Linked DNA regions of Mus musculus: region 2 is linked to region 1. The links are chromatin contacts, called in public HiChIP or PLAC-seq maps. All regions are on one chromosome and are shown on one strand. The core of a region is the stretch at or near the end of the contact, and the rest is flanking DNA. Distances in the headings are between cores, read along the strand shown.

Region 1 (3,645 bases), core at 754-3,253:
CTAATCAATATTTTCTCTGGAACTTAGATACAACTTCTACACGTGGCATGCCAGATGGACTAAGGGAAGAAAAGAACTGAGATGACAGTTTTTGCTTGACATTTGAGATGCTGTAGAGTGAGCAACAGAATCTTAACAACTATGAAGCATCTACAACATACTTCATATTATGCAGTGTAAAACAGGGAAACAGCAATACCTTGTTTGAAAAAGGAAGAATGGTTTATTTCTCAATGAACTCAAGGTGTCCTGAACTTAACATTTTCATGACAAAATAAACAAGATTTTAAATGTTCAGATATATACATGAGAAAATAGATTCTCATTTTTTGAAATTTAGCTTTGTCATTTTTGTTTTCATCTCTACACTGTATTTTTCTCACTTGGGAAGGTCAAATATTAACATGTACATTGCATCAAACTTGTTATGTCTCCTGTTAGAAAGCTTACTGGATGTAGTTTATACACCAAGGTCTCTTGGGTTTTACAATTATTGAATGGCTTCAAAAAAAGGTGCTATAAAAATTAACATATCTGGACAGTAAATTATAGGTCAGCATATCTGCTAAACACTGGTAAGTCAGTACTATATAGGTCTTCACATACTGTAGTATACATGTTTAAAATAAAATTAAGTAGAGGAAAATAAGCAAAATTAATACCTGATAAATTATCTGAGATATACATATATAAGTATAAATTGATATGCTGTATATTTAGTCTCATTTACTATTTTGAACCTAAAGTACCAATTTTAAGGAAGGCATGTTTTAGATCATAATGTACTTTTTAAAGGATATACATTCCCTTTAGACAACAGTCAAATAAATGGAGAAAAGAAGGAAATTCAAATTTCAACTCAGTTATTTCTACAGAATACATAGTTTTAATTGCATTGTTCAAGTAATCTTAAATTATAACCTACTTCTAGGCTAGAGTGTTTCATAGCTTTTTATGTAGAAGATCTAAAATAGGGGGAAGTAACTTTTAGTTTTATACCAAGGTCCTTTGTTGGTATAGTTCCTTTGTCCAAGTCATTAGCACCCTTTTACTCCTCCCCTCTTCTCTCTATAGCTGAAATGAAGAGTTTGACATAATTACTACTTCTTGATACAGTTAATACATCCAGTAAGTGTTGATAATCTGAGATATGCAAGAAGAAACTTAGGTATGTCTTAGGATAAAGTATTGTCACAGTAAATATCCCTCGAACTCTAGAAAAATTCTGACATTACATCACATATGCAGGTGTGTATATAAAAAAACACAAACAAACAAAACCCAGTTACATAAGTAAGATCAGCCCCTTCCCATTCCCAGGCCATCCAAACTTCTTGGCCTAAAAGAATGTAGCTGTCTCTTGTGAGACTATGCCAGGGCCTAGCAAACACAGAAGTGGTTGCTCATGGTCAGCTATTGGATGGATCACAGGGCTCCCAATGGAGGAGCTAGAGAAAGTACCCAAGGAGCTAAAGGGATCTGCAACCCTATAGGTGGAACAACAATATGAACTAACCAGTACCCCGGATCTCTTGACTCTAGCTGCATATGTATCAAAAGATGGCCTAGTTGGCCATCAATGGAAAGAGAGGCCCATTGGACACGTAAACTTTATATGCCCCAGTACAGGGGAATGCCAGGGCCAAAAAGGGGGAGTGGGAAGGTGGGGGGAGCAGGAGGGTATGGGGGACTTTTGGGATAGCATTGGAAATGTAAATGAGGAAAATACCTAATAAAAAATATAAAAAAAAAGAAAAGAAAGAAAAGAATACATTTTAACCTGGTAATTTTCCTCTTTAAAAGACAGATACTTAAAATAGAACATTTAGAGGCAGGATTTTCCCCTGAAATTTACATCTGACTGGTCTTGTACTGTTCTGTTATTATTTAAAATGCAGAAGTTTACAGATCAATAGTACCGCATTGCTTTATTTCAGGATGTGGGTTTTGGCTCTTGCAGGATTTTTACATATGATAATTTACCTGTGACTTTCCTCTTTAGGAAAAGAAATCAGTGAAGTAGCATTGGTTAGCAGCCCCGGGCCCACAGGCTCACAGTGATGCAAAGTACTTTACTTATTGTTGGCTTTCCTGCCTGTCTTATAAAATGCTGAGTCAAAGAAAAGCGAGCAGGTATCTCTGTGTTAGTAATGGTACAAAGAATGCAAAGGCAAATGATGCACACAAAAAATATATATAATATAAAATAAAATTATCAAAATAAAAGATAAAATAAAAGTATCAAAAATTACTGAAACAATTAGACACAAGAATACAGGAAAACCTTGTTATCTGGTTCTATTAATTGAGAAGAATTTTTTTTTTTTTACATTCATGGAGACAAGGTTGCTTTATTTTTATGAAAAACAAGTTCAAAAACACTTCAAAGGAATCAAAGGTATCTAAACTAAACATTTTATGCAGCAACTGTGTGCAGTCTAGCAGTGATATACATACTCCTGCATCCCATAGAACTCTCACCTTTATTCATGAGAAAGGCTTATTAAGGAGATATTACATATATATGCTTCTTTGCTAGCTAAGTAGTAGAAATTAAGATTTTCATGTAATACATATATTGCAGAACATGCAACTCAACTCTGTAAAATAGTCTGTATCCTTTATGTAGAGTTAAATGTGCTTCACTGAAGCCTTAAACTATCTTGAATGATTATTAAAATATAAATACCTATTATCTGTATTTCTATAATTTTGCTCACCTCTTATCAGTTACCATATTTAGGGACTTTAAAAAAAAAACTAAACGAATATTTAAGTAGTTTAGTAGATTGCTTTAAGTGACTGCTTAGAGCTCTTGGACTTCAACTGTATCTCACCATTATAAAAATGTGCTCTTTTAAGAAGTATCCAAATCAGAAAATTCTAAGAATTGGTTAACAAAGGTTAAAACATAACTGGAGCATGGAAAGGGAGGAACTGATGAGCAGATTGCTGATAAGTAACCTCTGTGCTCACTAAGAGAACAACATCTGACCAAAGGAAAGAAAGGCCTTTGAATTATTAACAGACTATTCTGAGACATTGTTGGCAATTCAGTGGGGTCATGAAGGCTGGCAGGTTGTCATAGTAACAGAGATGATGAGACCAAATGTATAGCCCTCCTACAAAAATGAGTCTAACTGCTGCTTTTCATATTCTAATGGCTGGTCCAGAATTTCTAATAGTAACATTATTGGAGTGGAACATATTTTCTAGTTTAATTACATATACTTCTCTGTAGGCAGAGCCGTTATAAATGTATTTTCTAAATGTATTCTAGAGTATGCTTCTGTAGGAAAGCCTTCCCACAACTGAGGTTTTAAATTTGTATTTGAGAACTCATGGAATGTGTTATTTATTCATATTTCACAATGGTATTACTGACCCATTATTCTGTAGTGATTGACTTCTCTAGTGGCTCTCAAGGTTTGTTAGAGTCAACTGCCTCTGTAGTCTCATGATTTTAATCACTGCTGTTGAGAAAAATGCCTGGGAGACTCTATTTCTGATGTGTTTTTTTATTGTTGTTCTAAGAAACACTAACTTTCTTGTAGCTGATTGCACCCTAAGTAGAAACCAAAACAGAAAGAAGTAGAGAGAAATTAATAATGACTGGGACACATGTGCTTATAATAGTTAATAATT
Region 2 (3,807 bases), core at 1,168-3,667, 440 kb before region 1:
TCTTCAAAATGTTTGCTTTTCATATTCAGTGAGTAAAAGATGAGATAGATAAATGCTATGAGGCTACTCCTGCAGTGTTTATACTTCAGGGATTTGCACAAAAGTGGTGGTAAGTGAAATACAGCAGAAGAAAGAAAAGACAACTGAAGGCTGAAAGAACAATGAGAAACAAGACCTTTACAAAACATCTCTTTAATGAAAGGCAAACAAGAAAGAATGAAGAAAGGTTGTTATAGATGAGAAACAAAGAGTGGGAATCACAAGGTAAAGAAAAAGTGTCAAATCCTTTGGAAAACTGAGGAGACTGACTATGGTAATAACCACAGATAACACAAATTCATTGAGCTGGCAATCTAAGTTTCTCCTGACAAATAAACAGATCATTGCAAAGAAGGAATAAGTACAACACTCATGATCACATGGTAGAGACCCTACCTACTCCGAAGACCAGACTATGGGAAATGATGATTATCCAGAAAATTATATGCTGTGCTCACGTAGTCAACTCAGATTTTCTCAGTTGCTGTTTTATGGGCCCTACCACAGAGGCTTCACAACATCTTCAACTCCCTATGGGTACAAATAATTCTATTTCAAAACAACAGTCCTTTAATAAAACGTGCTATGGATCAAGTGCAAATGCATGTAGGACATGCACTGTAATCAAGGAGCACGATTGGCCAGCAATGTCTGAAATTAGTGGCAGCCTAGGTTCCAAGCACAGGCTGACAGGAATGCCCAGAGGTTTCTTAATACCTTGTACAGGAATAAGCAGAACACTTTTATAGACAGATCTTTTCAAGGCCAACATAAGGGCGACATGACACAGAATGTCCAAAGTATAGAAAAAAAAATTATAATATTATTTACATTCAGTTAGCAAATTCTGAACTAAAACTGGCAAACAGTAAATTTTATATCCTCTAATGGAAAAGAGAAAACACAGGCTGGCTTCAAGGAGCTGATACCCAATCTTGACTACAATTTGGTAATGGGAAGTCATGGAATATCTGAGTAACAGGGTTTTTTGTGTGTGAAATAGACATCAAATTGCTACTTAGTGGAATGGTGTGAGGTCTCACAAACGAAATGTGCATAAGTTTCTAAACAAAATACCTAATAAATGGAAATCTCTCAGTAATATTGTTATTAATTTGTGGTGACAGGCTATCTCTGTAACTAATACAAGCAAGGCATTTTTTTTCCTCACAGATATTGCCTAAATCTTCAGGGAAAATTATTTTCTTTACATAGATTTCTACCCACACAAAAGATAAAACAAATAGATTTCTATTTTACAGTCTCGTTAAAAACAAAATGACATTTAACTTGGAAACTGTCAAAAGTACCACCTGCCTTATGTACTTATTGCTGTCAGAGAGAATGTTAAGCGTATCTTCCATAGTTTTACCTCAACTAAAGCCAGACTGTATTATTTTTAAAGAATTACTTCATTAGTAAGACGGGTGTGAGTGTTTGTAGATTTATTATAAGTGTATAAATAGAAAATATGTTAATATAAATATAAAACACACTACTTATAGAGAAACAAGAAATGAGTTTACAAAATAACTAGATTTCTAAGAGTTAAATGCTTTATTTTTAAAAGTTAGACTTCTCTGACTTTCTGAAATTTCTAACTTTGTCTTTGAGCATTTGTCAATGGTAAAATGACTATGATTCTTCAGGGCACTTCTATCTGCGATGCATATAAGCAAGCTGTGCACCCTAGCTGGAAAGAGAAGACATTTAAGAATTCAAATTTTAAATACTATAAAGAAAAGATGCTCCAGATCATATTTCTAAACTGACACATCACACATAATATTCTGATTTTTTTCCATCTCCATCCTCACATGTCTTATAATTTTTGTCTTAAATTTTTTGCCACCATGTCCTCAGCTATTTATAGAGGTGAGGTGATAACGGAGAGGGTAGTGGGGCCTCTAGCATAGCAGAAAATACTTTCCACACGTAAAATTCCCGATAAATCTCCCCTTGCTCCCTCAAACACACAAATCTGGCAACCGCTCAGCTTCCAATTTCATTTTGCAGATCCTGTGTAGACTCACAGAACTAATTAACTAGAAGCCAGCTGAAGCCTATAGCGTCCCTGAGGCTGTTGATTTACATAATGTCCCCAGGCAACAGTACCTTCAGCAGTGATCTCAGTCATGGTGGGTGCAGAAATCAAGCAGGTGAAGAGTTCCAGTCAAGTGGCACTTTGCAGAATAAGGTAGGATTAGAGAACTCTGGTAGAGGGGTATGACAAGGGCTCTTCCTTTTCCTGGATTTTCTGGCTGATTTTTGTTGTCTTGTTGAACTTTGCCTCTTCTCTGCAGAGTTCTCCCCCTGGAAACAACCTAAGCCCTTTCCAAGCAGTACTTGTGGCTCAGCTAAAAGTATCAGCTTCAAACAAAAATAGCCTCATCTGCCTTGGACTCTTCAGCACTTTTTTTTTTTTTTTTGGCACTCTGGAGGAACACACACACACACACACACACACACACCAACTCTCAAGCCCTAAAGATACAGGCAAATATAAGTAAGTAAATAAATAAAAGCAAATAAATAAAAGAGGAAAACAAAGCCAGAGTATCTAGAAAGTGCTGTCTAAGCCCCCGCAGTGTCTCTGATATAATTACAGATTGGGGATTGGTGTCAGAAAACATAAAATAAAGAGTTGAAAGTAATCTTACCCTAGATAGCTCAGATTTATTCTTAGTGCCTCTAATACTCAGAACATTCCTCTCTCCCTTATTTGGCTAGGGGAGGATCATGTAATGTCTACCACAGGCAGAGGGGAGGGCAGTTGTTAGTAATTTTTCTGTGTTGGTTTGTTGTTGTCCCAAATCCTCTAGTCAAGTGCACTTATATAGGGCTACACTCAGAACTGAAATTTGTAACTCCTGGCCATTCTTTTAAGCTAGTCATGTTGTAAAAAATTAATATTTTTAAATATTAGTCAATAAGAAGCATGTAATGTGACAATAAAAATCAATCTCTGAGAAGTATGCCGTCTCAGGGTTTTATTCCAACACCTTATTAAAAACAAAATATCTGAATTCATTTCAGCAGTGAAAGAAAGAGAAGGTGAAATAAAGTTTAGAAATCCACTGTTCACATTTTAGAAATGGATTTCACCATTTCCCTTTCCGAACTTGAAAGAAAGGAAGAAAAAAAAATCCTAGCAGCAGCTAACAATTAGCTAAATTGCCTGATTAGCATTTCACCTTCCCACTTCTAGACAGGTGTTAATGAGAAGAGAAATATTCAGTAGTTGGTGGTTGGAAGGGGAAGGAGAATCAAAGGGCATTGATGATCATAAACTTTAACCAATCTGAGAATTATCAAGGGCTGGCTTTCCTTATCTTTTATTTTCATCTCACATTCAACTTAATAAAAGCTTGCAGTTTTGTCTCTTTGCCTTAACTCACTGCCATTGGCTGACAGAATCTCTTGAATCTGTAGGCAATTCTTAGTTTACAAAGCACAGCTCTATCTTCTGTTTTAAAATGAGGCTCAGAAGAATGATGTGACAGCTATTTGCATAGACAATGACATCCTACATGTCACCAGCTGTCTTCATTGGCTGCCTCAATTTCATGGCACAACAGAAATTGCATAGAAATCAGCTGAATAAACAAGTCAGAACTCTTAGTTCAGACGGGAGGAAAAGATTCCAGGTAGACTCTTAATGTTATACAGAGCCCACAACTAGCAGCTGGGACTGGACTGAGATGATTAACATTGATTACAGTGCTCATACATTACCTGAGAGCTAATGTCCTCTTGCAGGCAGTACTG

Evidence for each region. HiChIP or PLAC-seq counts read pairs in DNA pulled down with a chosen protein or histone mark.
Region 2: an H3K27ac HiChIP or PLAC-seq map of embryonic stem cells shows a contact between it and region 1, with 5 read pairs. The contact joins the promoter of Trdn here to the enhancer-like site in region 1. A contact is called at or near these places in 5 of 39 promoter capture datasets (3T3-L1-derived adipocytes, embryonic stem cells, liver and 1 more), 1 of 115 datasets of contacts at active chromatin or transcription factors (embryonic stem cells) and 1 of 9 other capture datasets (liver).

Annotation. Positions count from the first base shown.
Region 1 is chr10:32,638,764-32,642,408 of GRCm38.p6, reverse strand. All of the region lies in intron 1 of Nkain2 (Na+/K+ transporting ATPase interacting 2), which reads left to right. Among named protein-coding and RNA genes, the nearest start is that of Nkain2, 250 kb to the left of the region's middle. Within about 2 kb of position 2,003, at least 5 of the 459 cell types and tissues checked have an H3K27ac peak or open chromatin away from gene starts, as enhancers often do. A contact at or near this core is called in embryonic stem cells, where this site is marked.
Region 2 is chr10:33,082,093-33,085,899 of GRCm38.p6, reverse strand. It overlaps Trdn (triadin), which reads right to left and starts at 2,417. Exons shown (of 38, transcript NM_029726.2): 1 at 2,155-2,417. The coding sequence starts at 2,176.